Regions from separate parts of the Siniperca chuatsi genome. Here region 2 is linked to region 1. The links are chromatin contacts, called in public Hi-C maps. All regions are on one chromosome and are shown on one strand. Each heading gives the region's core, a stretch centred on a gene start, on an enhancer-like site or on the middle of the called end of the contact. The rest is flanking DNA. Distances are from core to core; before and after follow the strand shown.

Evidence for each region. Hi-C and Micro-C count contacts between places; a contact is called where the count stands out from the background.
Region 2: a contact with region 1 is called in a Hi-C map of an unstated tissue, with 14 times the contacts expected there. The contact joins the promoter of map1lc3c here to the promoter of LOC122873055 in region 1. A contact is called at or near these places in 3 of 3 Hi-C or Micro-C datasets (liver, skeletal muscle and an unstated tissue).

What each region holds. Positions count from the first base shown.
Region 1 is chrLG3:1,914,942-1,921,701 of ASM2008510v1, forward strand. It overlaps LOC122873055 (zinc finger protein RFP-like), which reads right to left and starts at 2,836. Exons shown (of 2, transcript XM_044189363.1): 1 at 2,711-2,836; 2 at 1-1,979. The coding sequence starts at 1,977. The coding sequence ends at 328. All of the region lies in intron 3 of LOC122873028 (NACHT, LRR and PYD domains-containing protein 12-like), which reads left to right. It also overlaps the pseudogene LOC122873061.
Region 2 is chrLG3:2,088,012-2,094,771 of ASM2008510v1, forward strand. It overlaps map1lc3c (microtubule-associated proteins 1A/1B light chain 3C), which reads right to left and starts at 4,283. Exons shown (of 4, transcript XM_044189420.1): 1 at 4,093-4,283; 2 at 3,953-4,008; 3 at 3,742-3,848; 4 at 858-1,176. The coding sequence starts at 4,153. The coding sequence ends at 1,014.

The DNA of each region.
Region 1 (6,760 bases), core at 1,586-4,085:
AAAATGTTTAAAAATCTAGATATTTGGCAGCATTTTTTACAAATGTACTCAAAGTTCATCTTTACATATTTAAGGCCTTTAGAAACAGTGATTTCTTAAAATAATTGTGGGTTTAAAAGAGGTTTAAATAGATATTCTCCACATAAAGTGTGTCATGATGCAGGGATGAAGAGATAAATGCATCAAAGTAATGTGTTGCTGATGTAATGGGATACATATAATAAAAATCTCAACAATGAAGTGTAAATCAATCACCACAGTAAACTCTAAATATGTACATTTGTTCCCTTGAATGACAATAAATCAATACATGAAGTAAGTAAGTGATTAGTTTACTCTGACACGAGAGATGATCAGAGGTGCAGAGTTTTTACCACCATCATTAAGACAGGGATTGAAGTATGGGAAGAGTTTCTCAGTGAAGGAGCAGCCAGTAAAGGAGTAAATAAGAGCTGCAGCATCTACGTCATAAAAGCAGACCAGACCCTCCTCATAATCCACAAACACCCCCACCTTCTGAGGCTGAGACTTCAGAGAGAGACGGACTGAAGGGCCAGCAAGAGCTTTGTACTTATTTCCATTTCTCAACCATATAGTCCAGTAACCATTCTGTGGCCTCAGTGTGATCTCTCCCTTCCTGTTGATCGACTCTCTGCACACTCCAAAATCCCAATCAGTCTTTCCTTTAACCTGAACCTCAAAGTAAAATCTGCCTGAAGAGAAACTCTGCTTTCCTAAAACACAGATACAGGGAGAAAATCTCTCTGGGTTGTCTGGAAGATTCTTCTTTACATTACCATGATTCACTTGTTTCCCATCCTCAGACAGAATTAGGTCAGCATGTGCTGTATTACGATCAAGAGTCACATCCACTGCATACTGCTGGACCCTCCTCAGCTCTGCTTCAAGCAGCTTCTTCATCTGTTTACTGAGTGTCTCCTCCAGCTGAACTACAGCTCTCACCACAGTCCCCTCATATGATGGTGGAGGGACGCTGACCTCTGTCCAGTCCGTGGTGGATGGTGGGTGGTAGGTGTTTAGGGACTGGACACTCTGGAGGAGGTGGAGGTGGTCTTCAGAGCGTGAGAGCTGCTCCACCTCAGTCCTTCTCTTCATCAGCTCAGAGATTTCCTGTTCCAGCTCTTTGATGAAAGCTTCGGCCTGTTTTTCTGTTGTTTTCTGCTTCTCTTTGATCGTGTGGATGAGATTGGCCTGGCCTCTCTCAACATGCTCCTTCAGAGAAGTGAAGACCTGAACACCTTCTGCTATTTCTGTGTCTGCATCTTCCTTACCGAGGTCAACCGAGCGTTTGATCTCCTGAATCTTCAGTCGTCTCTTCTGGATCATCTGCTGAATTTCAGCCTCTGTCTTACCCAGCTCGGCCTTCTTTCCTTCATATTCTTCCTTCAGAGGAACAACATCATGTGTCTTGTGGTCTAAAACAGGGCAGAGTACGCAGACACATGTCTGGTCGGTCTTACAGAACAGCTCCAGAGGTTTATCGTGCTTCGTACACATCCTGCCTTCCAGGTTCTCCACAGGGTCGATCAGCTGATGTCTTTTCAGACGTGAAGCTGTCAGATGAGGCTCCAGGTGAGTCTCACAGTAGGAGGCCAGACACACCAGGCAGGACTTGAGGGCCTTCAGTTTGGTTCCAGTGCAGACGTCACAGGGAAGTTGTCCTTGTTTGGACACTTGTGTCTCTGAGCTGCTGCTGCTGCTGGCTTCCTGTTGAGCTGACTGTCTGAACTGAGCAGCCATCTCAGAGATGAAAGTGTTGACGTGCAGCTCAGGTCTTGTGTTGAAAACCTTTTTACACATCGGACACAGGTACCGGTCGTTAGTATCCCAGTGTTCATTGATGCAGTCTTTGCAGAAGTTGTGTCCACATGATGTGGTGACAGGATCAGTGAACACATCCAGACAGATGGGGCAAAGAAACTGATCTTCAGATCCCAGATAGTTCGCAGCAGCCATATCTACACATGTAGTGTGAAAGAGAAGAAAAACATTTTATTCAAAATACAGTTTTATGTATTTGTTTAAAAAGAAAGAAGTGTGTTTACTGTTATTTTAAGCATAACACATGATATTAGGTAAAATAATTTTGAATAATAGATGATGTGATAGTTTGATAGGGATGGGGATAGTTGCATCAGGCCGATCTGTGAGCAACCGCGATCTTTTAAGTCGTGCTGGCAAGCTCAAGCTGTCTACGATGGTAAAAAAGCATCAAGTGTGTTCATATCCCGTTGTGTAGACCGATTTGTATTGAAGAATAGCATTGCTAACAAAGTTCTGCTTACTTGATGACAAACACATTGCATTTCCTTTTGCTGCTTCACATTAAAAGCTTCCTGCTGGTTCGCTGGTGGAAAGCTTTTATTGTGAAACAACCAGAGGAAGTAGAATGCAAAATGGCTGCAGGAAGTGATCAGTAAACAGTAATAATATCAGGAAAGTTGGAGTGAAGTTAAACTCCAAACCACAGAGTTTCAGTTACAAGTTACTAAAGTCCTGAGAAGTGACACAGAGAGACTGTTTAAAGCAGTTAAAGTGGGCTACTGTATAGTGGGCCTGTGGACAAACAGCCATAGTTATAATTTAACCAAGTATGAAATGAAAAGAGTGGAACTTCCTGCCTGAGTAGAGCTGAAGTCTTGTGTTAATCCTGGTTGCTGAAACTGTAAATATGATCAGCTGTACTCACCAGTGTTTGGCAGAGACTCTGCTGTGTTGCTGAGAAAGACCTGATGAACTCAGTTTGAATTTTCTTTTAGAAAGAAACAGAGACTTGTCTCGACTGCTGCGTGGCCGCCACTCTGACAAACTTTACTTTCATTTCTGGAGTGTGACGTTGAAGCTCTCTTCTTTCCAGTGTTGCTCCTCCTTTTACTGCAGCTCTGGATCAAAGGTGGTACTATACCTAACAGGTGGGAGGAGTAAGGTATGTGAAGAGGTATCTCTGGAGACATCTCTGGTGAGATGGCTCTCAGTATTTAAGCACATAAAGAAGAAAGAGTTTGCCTGCTGATCTTAGACTTGCTCTGACACGGTGTTCTTTTAAAACTAAACACTCAAGCTTTTTCTTAAATGAGTGTATTTGTACAGTATACTTGTTTGTACTTGTGTAAAAACAAGCTACAGGAAATAAAACCCAGGTAACTGGTGATGATATGATAATTGTTGGATGTGTTTTTATTCCGCTGATAATTAATTTGTCTGACATGTTGCTGTCAGAGCAATTGATATTTCAGTGCATGATGGTTGTGGTTCAGCTACAGAATGATTGATGGATTTCAGCCACTTGAGGGCAGCAGCACTCCAATTAAGGACTGTCCAATTAAGTGTGTGCACTGAGTCTTGTATTTCTATCTTTGTGAGGGCCGGTTTGAGTTTTACACCTTGAGAATGAGGAGTGGACATTTTTGGAAAGTGAGGACATTTTGTCCACTTCATTAAAGAGCTGTTTAAAGGGAACTAGACTAATTATTAGATTTCGGTTTAAGTAGTGAGTTTAGTGTAAGGGTGGGGGTTAGGTTAAAACGCCAGCAAACCTAGCTAACAGTTAACTTAATCTGAAATTGACATTCATGTCAGTGAAATTTAATCAGTGAATGAATTATTTATCCTAGTTAAATTTAGCTTTTCTGAGCTCGAAGGTCTGTCAGGCTTGGTGTTTCAGTGGAAAACATTGGTGTGTGTAATTAGTCTTAGCTTGTTCAGAAGAGGATAGGTTGTGCCTCTTGTTTTATTCAGAAGAGTTTTGTAAGGGCTTTCTCTTTAGTGTCCCTCCCAAGTTTGTTTCCCTCCAGGTGCCGGTGCAGTTCTGTGTTAGCTTAGCTTGGTGCTAGCTTCCACTCTTCACAAGACAACTGGTAAAAATGTATTGAACTAGTTGGCATGCTAATTTGCTACATGCTGAATTACAATTTGAAGCCAGAAATTAGTTTCTCGTGAAACTTTGTCATGAAATACAACTTCTGTGTAAACCAGGCTTTTGTGTTCAGTGTTTGGTGCTCAAGTCACTGCTTACTCAGGCCTTGTGTTCAACAACTAGTTTATTTTATAGTTTTTATTTTACAATCACATATTTACAGATAATAATAATCCATCTTACAGACAACACAAAAACAACAAAACAAATACAAATTGGCCAAAGTAACTAATCAAATTAATCAATTAATTAAACAAACAAACCTACAAAATAGAAAATTCAGTTAGCATCTATTCCATTAATTAACATTGTCCATTTGCTGCTGGGCAGGTAGAGTCCAAACTTTTAATGCCCAACGAAACAATGACACATACTGTATTCTGTACTATAGGCATGCAACAGGCCTTACTCTTAAATGAAGCTTTATGACACAATGAACTATTCAGCAATATGTTTTCTGTGGCTGCACATCTAATAGAAAATGTTTAAAAATCTAGATATTTGGCAGCATTTTTTACAAATTTACTCAAAATTCATCTTTACATATTTAATGCCTTTAGAAAGAGTGATTTCTTAAAATAATTGTGGGTTTAAAAGAGGTTTAAAGAGATATTCTCCACATAAAGTGTGTCATGATGGAGAATGAATAATGCATCAAAGTAATGTGTTGCCGATGTAATGGCATACATATAATAATATAGGAATAAATCAATACATGAAGTAAGATAAGTGATTAGTTTATTCTGACAGGAGAGATGATCAGAGGTGCAGAGTTTTTACCACCATCATTAAGAAAGGGACTGAAGAATGGGAAGAGTTTCTCAGTGAAGGAGCAGCCAGTAAAGCAGTAGATAAGAGCTGCAGCATCTACGTCATAAAAGGAGACCAGACCCTCCTCATAATCCACAAACACCCCCACCTTCTGAGGCTGAGACTTCAGAGAGAGACCGACTGGAGGGTCATCAAGAGCTTCAAACTCATTTCTATTTCTCAGCCATATAGTCCAGTTACCATCCTCAGGGCTCAGTGTGATTATTCCCTTCCTGTTGATCGACTCTCTGCACACTCCTAAAATCCAGTCAGTCTTTCCTTTAACCTGAACCTCAAAGTAAAATCTGCCTGAAGAGAAACTCTGCTTTCCTAAAACACAGAGACTAGTAGAAAATCTCTTTGGGTTGTCTGGAAGATTCTTCTTTACATCACCATGATTCACTTGTTTCCCATCATCAGACAGGATGAGATTGGGATTTGCTGTATCAGGATCAAGAGTCACATCCACTGCATACTGCTGGACCCTCTTCAGCTCTGCTTCAAGCAGCTTCTTCATCTGTTTACTGAGTGTCTCCTGCAGCTGAGCCACAGCTCTCACCTCACAGTCCCCTCATATGATGGTGGAGGGACGCTGACCTCTGTCCAGTCCTTGGTGGGTGGTGGGTGGTGGGTGTTTAGGGACTGGAAACTCTGGAGAAGATGGAGGTGGTCTTCAGAGCGTGAGAGCTGCTCCACCTCAGTCCTTCTCTTCATCAGCTCAGAGATTTCCTGTTCCAGCTCTTTGATGAAAGCTTCGGCCTGTTTTTCTGTTGTTTTCTGCTTCGCTTTGATCGTGTGGATGAGATTGGCCTGGCCTCTCTCAACAGACTCCTTCAGAGAAGTGAAGACCTGAACACCTTCTGCGATCTCTCTGTCTGCATCTTCCTTACCGAGGTCAACCGAGCGTTTGATCTCCTGAATCTTCAGTCGTCTCTTCTGGATCATCTGCTGAATTTCAGCCTCTGTCTTCCCCAGCTCGGCCTTCTTTCCTTCATATCCTTCCTTCAGAGGAACAACATCATGTGTCTTGTGGTCTAAAACAGTGCAGAGCGCGCAGACACATGTCTGGTCGGTCTTACAGAACAGCTCCAGAGGTTTATCGTGCTTCGTACACATCCTGCCTTCCAGGTTCTCCACAGGGTCGATCAGCTGATGTCTTTTCAGGCCCAACATTGTAAGATGAGGCTCCAGGTGAGTCTCACAGTAGGAGGCCAGACACACCAGGCAGGACTTCAGGGCCTTCAGTTTGGTTCCAGTGCAGACGTCACAGGGAACTTCTCCTGGTTTGGACACTTGTGTCTCTGAGCTGCTGCTGCTGGCTTCCTGTTGAGCTGACTGTCTGAACTGAGCAGCCATCTCAGAGAACAAAGTGTTGACGTGCAGCTCAGGTCTTGTGTTGAAAACCTTTTTACACATAGGACACAGGTACCGGTCGTTAGTATCCCAGTGTTCATTGATGCAGTTTTTGCAGAAGTTGTGTCCACATGGTATGGTGACAGGATCAGTGAACACATCCAGACAGATGGAGCACAGAAACTGATCTTCAGATCGCAGATAGTTCGCAGCAGCCATATCTACACACGTAGTGTGATAGAGAAGAAAAACATTTAATTCAAAATACAGTTTTAATTATTTGTTTAAAAAGAAAGAAGTGTGATTACTGTTATTTTATTTATTTAACACATGATATAAGCTAAAGTAATTTTGAATCATAGATGATGTGATAGTTGCATCAGGCCGAGCTGTGAGCATCCGCGATCTTTTAAGTCATGCTGGCAAGCTCAAGCTGTCTACGCTGGCAAAAGAGCAAAAAGTGTGTTCATGTCCTGTTGTGTAGACCAATTTTTATTGAAGAATAGCATTGCTAACAAAGCTCTTGATGGTAAACACATTTCCTTTTGCTGCTTCACATTAAAAGCCTCCTGCTGGTTTGCTGGTGGAAAGCTTTTATTGTGAAACAACCAGAGGAAGTAGAAGAAAAATGGCTGCAGGAAGCGATCAGTAAACAGTAAT
Region 2 (6,760 bases), core at 3,033-5,532, 170 kb after region 1:
TCTTACTGCACAGGGACGACTTTTACTTGACTCAAACACAGTAAGGAGGAGACTGTATGAACTCAAACTAACCTTCAGCTCAGAGCCGAAACTGGGATTTTAGAAATACTAAGAGGAGTTCTGCATGTGGCTTCAATGGACGACAAATGCTTCCTGGTTTGGTTAGAACTAGGACTAACCAGCAGGCTTTTGATATAATTTTTCACACATTTCTATAAAAAACATTTTTAAAAGCTTGCAGGCCTACAACACTGGTGGTGAGAGTATTACACACACTGAAAAAATAAAACTTGGTAAAATAAATCCACCACAGGATTTGACCGACTAGAGCGAAGACCTGAAGGGGTCACTGATCATTAACCTCATTAGGTCCCGCTCTGTTCACATGGGGAGGGACGAGCCTCATGTTCAGGACGACTCGAGACCGTTGCATGAAGGTTTGCAGATGTAATGGGTTCCAGGTTGTCCCCCCTTTACATTATTTATTGCTTATTATCTGACTTCCTAACTGTAGCACTTGCCTTCAGATAAGAGGCGTCCCTGTGAAGCGGCACCTCATGGCGGCCAATGTATTAAACCAACATAATGGCCGAACTTGTTAAGATAAATCCTTTGTATGTCCGGTGGACATGTGGTGGGGCGACCGCATGGTCTCAAGCACCGCAAGTATAGTTGTTCTCCCTCCCCCCAGAAAAATATAAAAATATTTTTCACGAGTGATATTTACAGTAGTCCAATATGACATTAATGCAGCATAAAAGCCCACGAAGCAGTCTGAGCTGAACCATCTTCAACAAAAACTTCAGCTTAAAATAAAACGTGCAGCAGCATTAAATACAAATCTGTTGTGTAAAAACTCAGTTTGACTTAAGATTTATTAGATACACATATTTGACTTAAAATCCACAATCACATGTACAACAAATATATACAAAAATCTCTCTTTTTACAGCCGATAGAGAAGGCAGCGGCCTTTAACATGGAATAAAAGCTAAAGTAGGAAGCGGTTTGCGTCAGTGTCCGAACATCTCCTGCGAGGCGTAGGTCATGTAGAGGAAGCCGTCCTCGTCCTGGTGGTCTTTGTACACCTGAGCCATGGTGAGGGACATGCTGGCCAGCCCGCTGTTGTTGACGAGCAGGTAGAAGGCCTGCGAGGGCAGCAGCGCCATCCTGTTCCTGAGAGACAGAGGACAGAGACAGACAGACAGCCGTTAACGAGAGACGTCCTGCCGTTAGCGGACTCACATGTGATGCTGCTTCAGCGACGACGTGCCGCTGTTTAACTGCCACCGGCTCACTTCAGCCGAGTCTGAGAGGGTTTACTGTGTTCACGCTGGAGAAAAATGACAAAAACCTCAACAGGAATGTTAGTATGCAGAGTAAAACTGCAGTGCTCCCTTAGTGTGCTCTTGATGGACACTATTGTCCCACAATGCATTGCACGAAGAAAATGAGGCACCATTTGAAAGCTTTTTAAAAAATAAATATAAAAACATCGTGGATGGGCAGAAAACTGCTCCAGGAACAAACTAGGTAAAAGTTCTTGCTCTGATGAAATAACACAAGGCCGATCTGAGATTAAAGTTAATTGATCCAAATTAATCTCAAATATTATTCCGTCACATGTCAATAACGCACTCTCATGCTCAGATTTTGCTTTCTCTGCTTGCAATATTATAAGTTGTTAGTTTCATCTCCTGCGTCGCTGTCAAGCCCCGTCTCCGGGTTTTTACTGGTTTCATACTGGACCCTGATTGGCTCCAAACTAGCTGTGATGTCATGACTCCTGCAGGTACGACCGGGTGTTAAACAGATTTAACGCCAAAAAAACGTCCTTCTGCACAGTGAAGGGAAATAAGCAACATGTGCTTTAATTACTTATTAACTCCAGACAGTTTGACAGCCATCATCATCTATAACTACAAAAACAGTCAAGAACGTAGATTTATTGTACCAAGTGGAAGAGTAGCGTATAAAATGACTACAGTACCATCAGCATGTAGCATTGCTTTGGTTATTGAACCTTGAGCTATAACTGATTCTAGAGCAGCCGGACTACTGCCGACTTCCTGCCGTGTCATCGTGACCAAGGCCAAAATTAGGAACTTCCCAGAAATCTGGAGGTGAAAGACTCAAACCCAGCAGAGCAGCAAGACGCCGGTTCCTATTCTGAGCGTTTATCATCCGTCAGGTCATTCTCACTCTGGAGGAGAAGCCCCGACACGTTTCATACGCCGGCTGCAGAGAAACGTCTGAAGCTGACCCTCAGTCGGCCAAACCGAAGCAGTTTCTTTAAAGCAGACGTAACAGTGCTCACGCCTGTATTTACACTGACCGGCTGCTGTAATCCTGCGTCCTGTCACTACTGGCTGTAGAGGAAGGAGGCCGCGAGTGTGACGGGACGCCGAAGCCAGTCCTCGGTTCTGTGCAAAAGCCTCAGCAGTCTGAGTTTCCAGATCAAGAGGTTGTCTAAAGGTCATCTTTAGCGCCAACTTCCCTCCTCGGCCTGCTCTTAGATTGATGAAGGGCCTCAGTAAGAAGCCGTAGGTCTTCGAATGATCCGATCACACAAACCCACGAGGATGTAGTTTTGGTTTCAGTCGCTGTTCAGAGATTCATTTATCAGGTTTCTGCCTCAACACAACACAGCAGAGAGATCTGTCCAACGGGTTCATCCACAAACTGAGTCTCTGCAGCAGCTCGGGATAATCCCCTGAAGAAGAAGACGCCCCTGTAAAAACCTTCGTTTCCTGTTACAGGCCGAGCTCAGAAACTACACCTGCACCACCTGGAGACCGACGTCTCAACGGTAACACACAAAGCCAAAAACTACCTGCACGGAGAGACCAGAGGCAGCCCGGACCGCTACTGCGGCGAGAGCCGGCCTACACGTTAAAGCGAGGGCCGTGTGTTGGGGGGCCCCAGTGTGTTGGGGGGGGGCCCAGTGTGTTGGGGGGGGGCCCAGTGTGTTGGGGGGGGGCCCAGTGTACTTGGGGGTCCTTTAACAGAAGAAGCTCTGAAGTGTCAAGTCATCATCAGCTGTTCTGCAACATTATGAAGCGAAGTCTGATCCTTCACGTCGCAGGCGGCTGCCGAGGAGACGCTTTAACACATGTTCACAGATGTTAGGACTCAGAGCGACTCAGCAGTTTGTAGACTGACACTGTTTCTGCTGCGTCATCACGACACAGGAGAGGGAAGCTGAAAAATGTACAACTTTATGAATGAAGTTTGGTTAGTTCCAGAAAACAGACCCATCCTTCCATCTGAGCAACATTTACTTATTCCAAATAAAGATAATAAAACAAAAAAAAAAACTTTAAATCTAAAGAGGAAAAAGTCTTAAAGTGAGACAAGACATTTTCAGAAACATACAGCTTATTGTTCCAGAGCTGAAAACAAACAATCGATAGTGATCGGAAGAAATATAACTTGATAATCGATTAATTGTTAAAAGCCAAACTTTTCATGGTTCCAGCCTCTAAATCTGAGGATTTGCTGTTTTTGTCTTATGCGATAAAATAAGTGAATATTTTTGGGGGTTTTAGGAAACCGAAAGCAGATATTTGTCACCTTTTAAAAGATGACATCATCAGCACGTTAATCAATAACAAAAACACTTTTTAGTTGCAGCAGCACTCTCCCAGCAAATAGCCACATCCCAAATACCTCCACATCATTCAACGCATTCCCCCCCCCAAAAAAACCCCAGCCCGACACCTGGCAGCGCGAGGGCTTTACCTGATGATGGTGACGAACTGCGTCATGGTGAGCTCGTGCGGCACCAGGAACTTGGTTTTGTCCAGCAGCGGCAGATACTTCTCCCGCTCGTAGCGCTCGATGATCACCTGCGAGCAGCCGTGAGACAGGTGAGGGACAGGTGAGGGACAAGCGAGGACGTTAAGCCTGCGGTACCAGGTTTAATCATCAGTCATTTCTGCCGCCAACTCACCGGGATCTTGTTGGGGAACTTGGACCGGATCCCCGCCACCTCGTGTTTCCTCGTAGCTGTGCGGAGATAAAGAAAACGTCAGACATTTTTCACGTTTAAACGACTTTTCCGTCCAGTTTTCCGGTGTTTGGGGCATTTACCGAAGCTCTTCCTCAGTTTGAAGGGTTTGTTCTGCAGCTGGGGTTTGTCAAACGGCGGCATGGCGTCTGTGCACCGGAGGGCGCGGAGCTGCTGGGCGCGGCGGTGCACCCCGAGCGGCCGTTAAATAGGGCGGAGGGGCGGCTGTGGCGCATCAGCTGATTAGCACATGGCCGCGGCCACAGCGGGATCATCTGCGGATTTAACCACGTTAGAGCCAGACAGGCCGGGGGGGGGGGTCGGAGCCCGCAGGGCCGGTCTCAGCAGGTTCGGGGCCCTACAAGCTTGGTCCAAGTCCAAGTTTTTTCTTTAACAGGCAAGTCATTTATTACCCCCAAAAAAAAAAAAAGTTAACGCTTAAAATGTATTATTGGGTGCACCTAAATTATGTTCTGGTAGCACCTAAATGAAAAAGTTAGATGCACCAGTGCCACCAATGTAAAAAGTTAGTCTGGTCCAGCAGTTTTCCCTGGACCCCCCTCAGGGAGTGCCACGATAACTTTGGCTCCTGGTTTTAAATTCCCGGAGCTCGTTTAAGCGTTGACTTTCAAATGAAGATTATCTATTTCCCACTGCGTACACACAATGCATCATGTCTTGACAAGGTCAGAGGTTATGTCAAGTCAAGTCCCAAGTCAGTCCCCAACATATAGTATCCGGTCGTAGTGTTTAGCAGCCGTTTTTCTGGCGACAAAGCCGGTTATTTTGACCCAAACTATGATCTTTTCCTGAACCACAGCGCTGTTCCAACTTTAAACAGAATTATTCCGCTGATAACGGCCATTTGATGCGCGTTAAATGTCGTCTGAAAGCTTTACTCAACGCATCCGTGGTTCGCAGAAACGTGCCGTTACAATGCCGACGTTTTATTCTGCCGACTGGGTCGATTAGTCGTTATCAGGCTAACGTTAGCTAGCTTCAGAGTTGTGAGAGAACAGGTTGTATCTGGCTAACGTTAGCTAGCTTCGGAGTTGTGAGAGAACAGGTTGTATCTGGCTAACGTTAGCTAGCTTCGGAGTTGTGAGAGAACAGGTTGTATCTGGCTAACGTTAGCTAGCTTCGGAGTTGTGAGAGAACAGGTTGTAGATGGCTAACGTTAGCTGGCTTCGGAGTTGTGAGAGAACAGGTTGTAGATGGCTAATGTTAGCTAGCTTCGGAGTTGTGAGAGAACAGGTTGTATCTGGCTAATGTTAGCTGGCTTCGGAGTTGTGAGAGAACAGGTTGTATCAGGCTAATGTTAGCTAGCTTCGGAGTTGTGAGAGAACAGGTTGTATCAGGCTAACGTTAGCTAGCTTCGGAGTTGTGCGAGAACAGGTTGTATCTTGCTAACGTTAGCTGGCTTCGCAGTTGTGAGAGAACAGGTTGTATCAGGCTAACGTTAGCTGGCTTCGCAGTTGTGAGAGAACAGGTTGTATCAGGCTAACGTTAGCTAGCTTCGCAGTTGTGAGAGAACAGGTTGTATCTGGCTAACGTTAGCTAGCTTCGCAGTTGTGAGAGAACAGGTTGTATCTGGCTAACGTTAGCTAGCTTCGGAGTTGTGATAGAACAGGTTGTATCTGGCTAACGTTAGCTAGCTTAAGAGTTGTGAGAGAACAGGTTGTATCTGGCTAACGTTAAGTAAAAAAAAGCTCCCTTCAGATGGAACTTAAAACTCTACTGATGATGTAACAAAAATAACATTTAAAAAAAATAATCTTTGTATCTGCAAATTTGGGGATTTTCAATTCATTTTTATTTATATAACGGCAATTATCTCAGTGCGCTTTTCCTACAGAGCAGGTCTAGACCGAACTCTTTATAATATTATTTACAGAGACCCAACAAATCCCACCGTGAGCAAGCACTTGGCCACAGCGGCGAGGAAAACTTCCTTTAAGAGGCAGAAACCTCGAGCAGAACCAGACTCAGGGGGGGCGGCCATACTGTCATTATTTTTATAGGAATAATAATGTCAGCATCAGTAACAGAGCCAATAACAACAACTTTAGCAGCAGTTGTCGAGCAGGAACACGGGGGCAGCAGGTGGCCCACAACCACAGATCCAGACTCTGCAGGAACACGGGGGCAGCAGGTGGAACCACAACCACAGATCCAGACTCTGCAGGAACACGGGGGCAGCAGGTGGCCCACAACCACATATCCAGACTCTGCAGGAACACGGGGGCAGCAGGTGGAACCACAACCACAGATCCAGACTCTGCAGGAACACGGGGGGCAGCAGGTGGCCCACAACCACAGATCCAGACTCTGCAGGAACACGGGGGCAGCTGGTGGCCCACAACCACAGATCCAGACTCTGCAGGAACACGGGGGCAGCAGGTGGCCCACAACCACAGATCCAGACTCTGCAGCTCCGGAGGCAGAAATACCTGCTGAAAGCGACAGAAGGAGAGAGGAGAGAAACGAGAAAGCACAAAACTACGGGAGAGAGAAGATGTCGAGTTAGTAACATGCAGTAATGGGATAAAGATGCATACAGACGGAGAGGGAGAGGAGGAGAGAGGTGCATCATGGGAAGTCTCCCGGCAGTCTAGGCCTATAGCAGCATAACTAAGTTCAGGTTCAGGACTCACCCAAGCCAGCCCTAACTATAAGCTTTATCAAAGAGGAAAGTCTTAAGCCTACTCTTAAATGTGGAGATGGTGTCTGCCTCCCGAACCCAAACTGGGA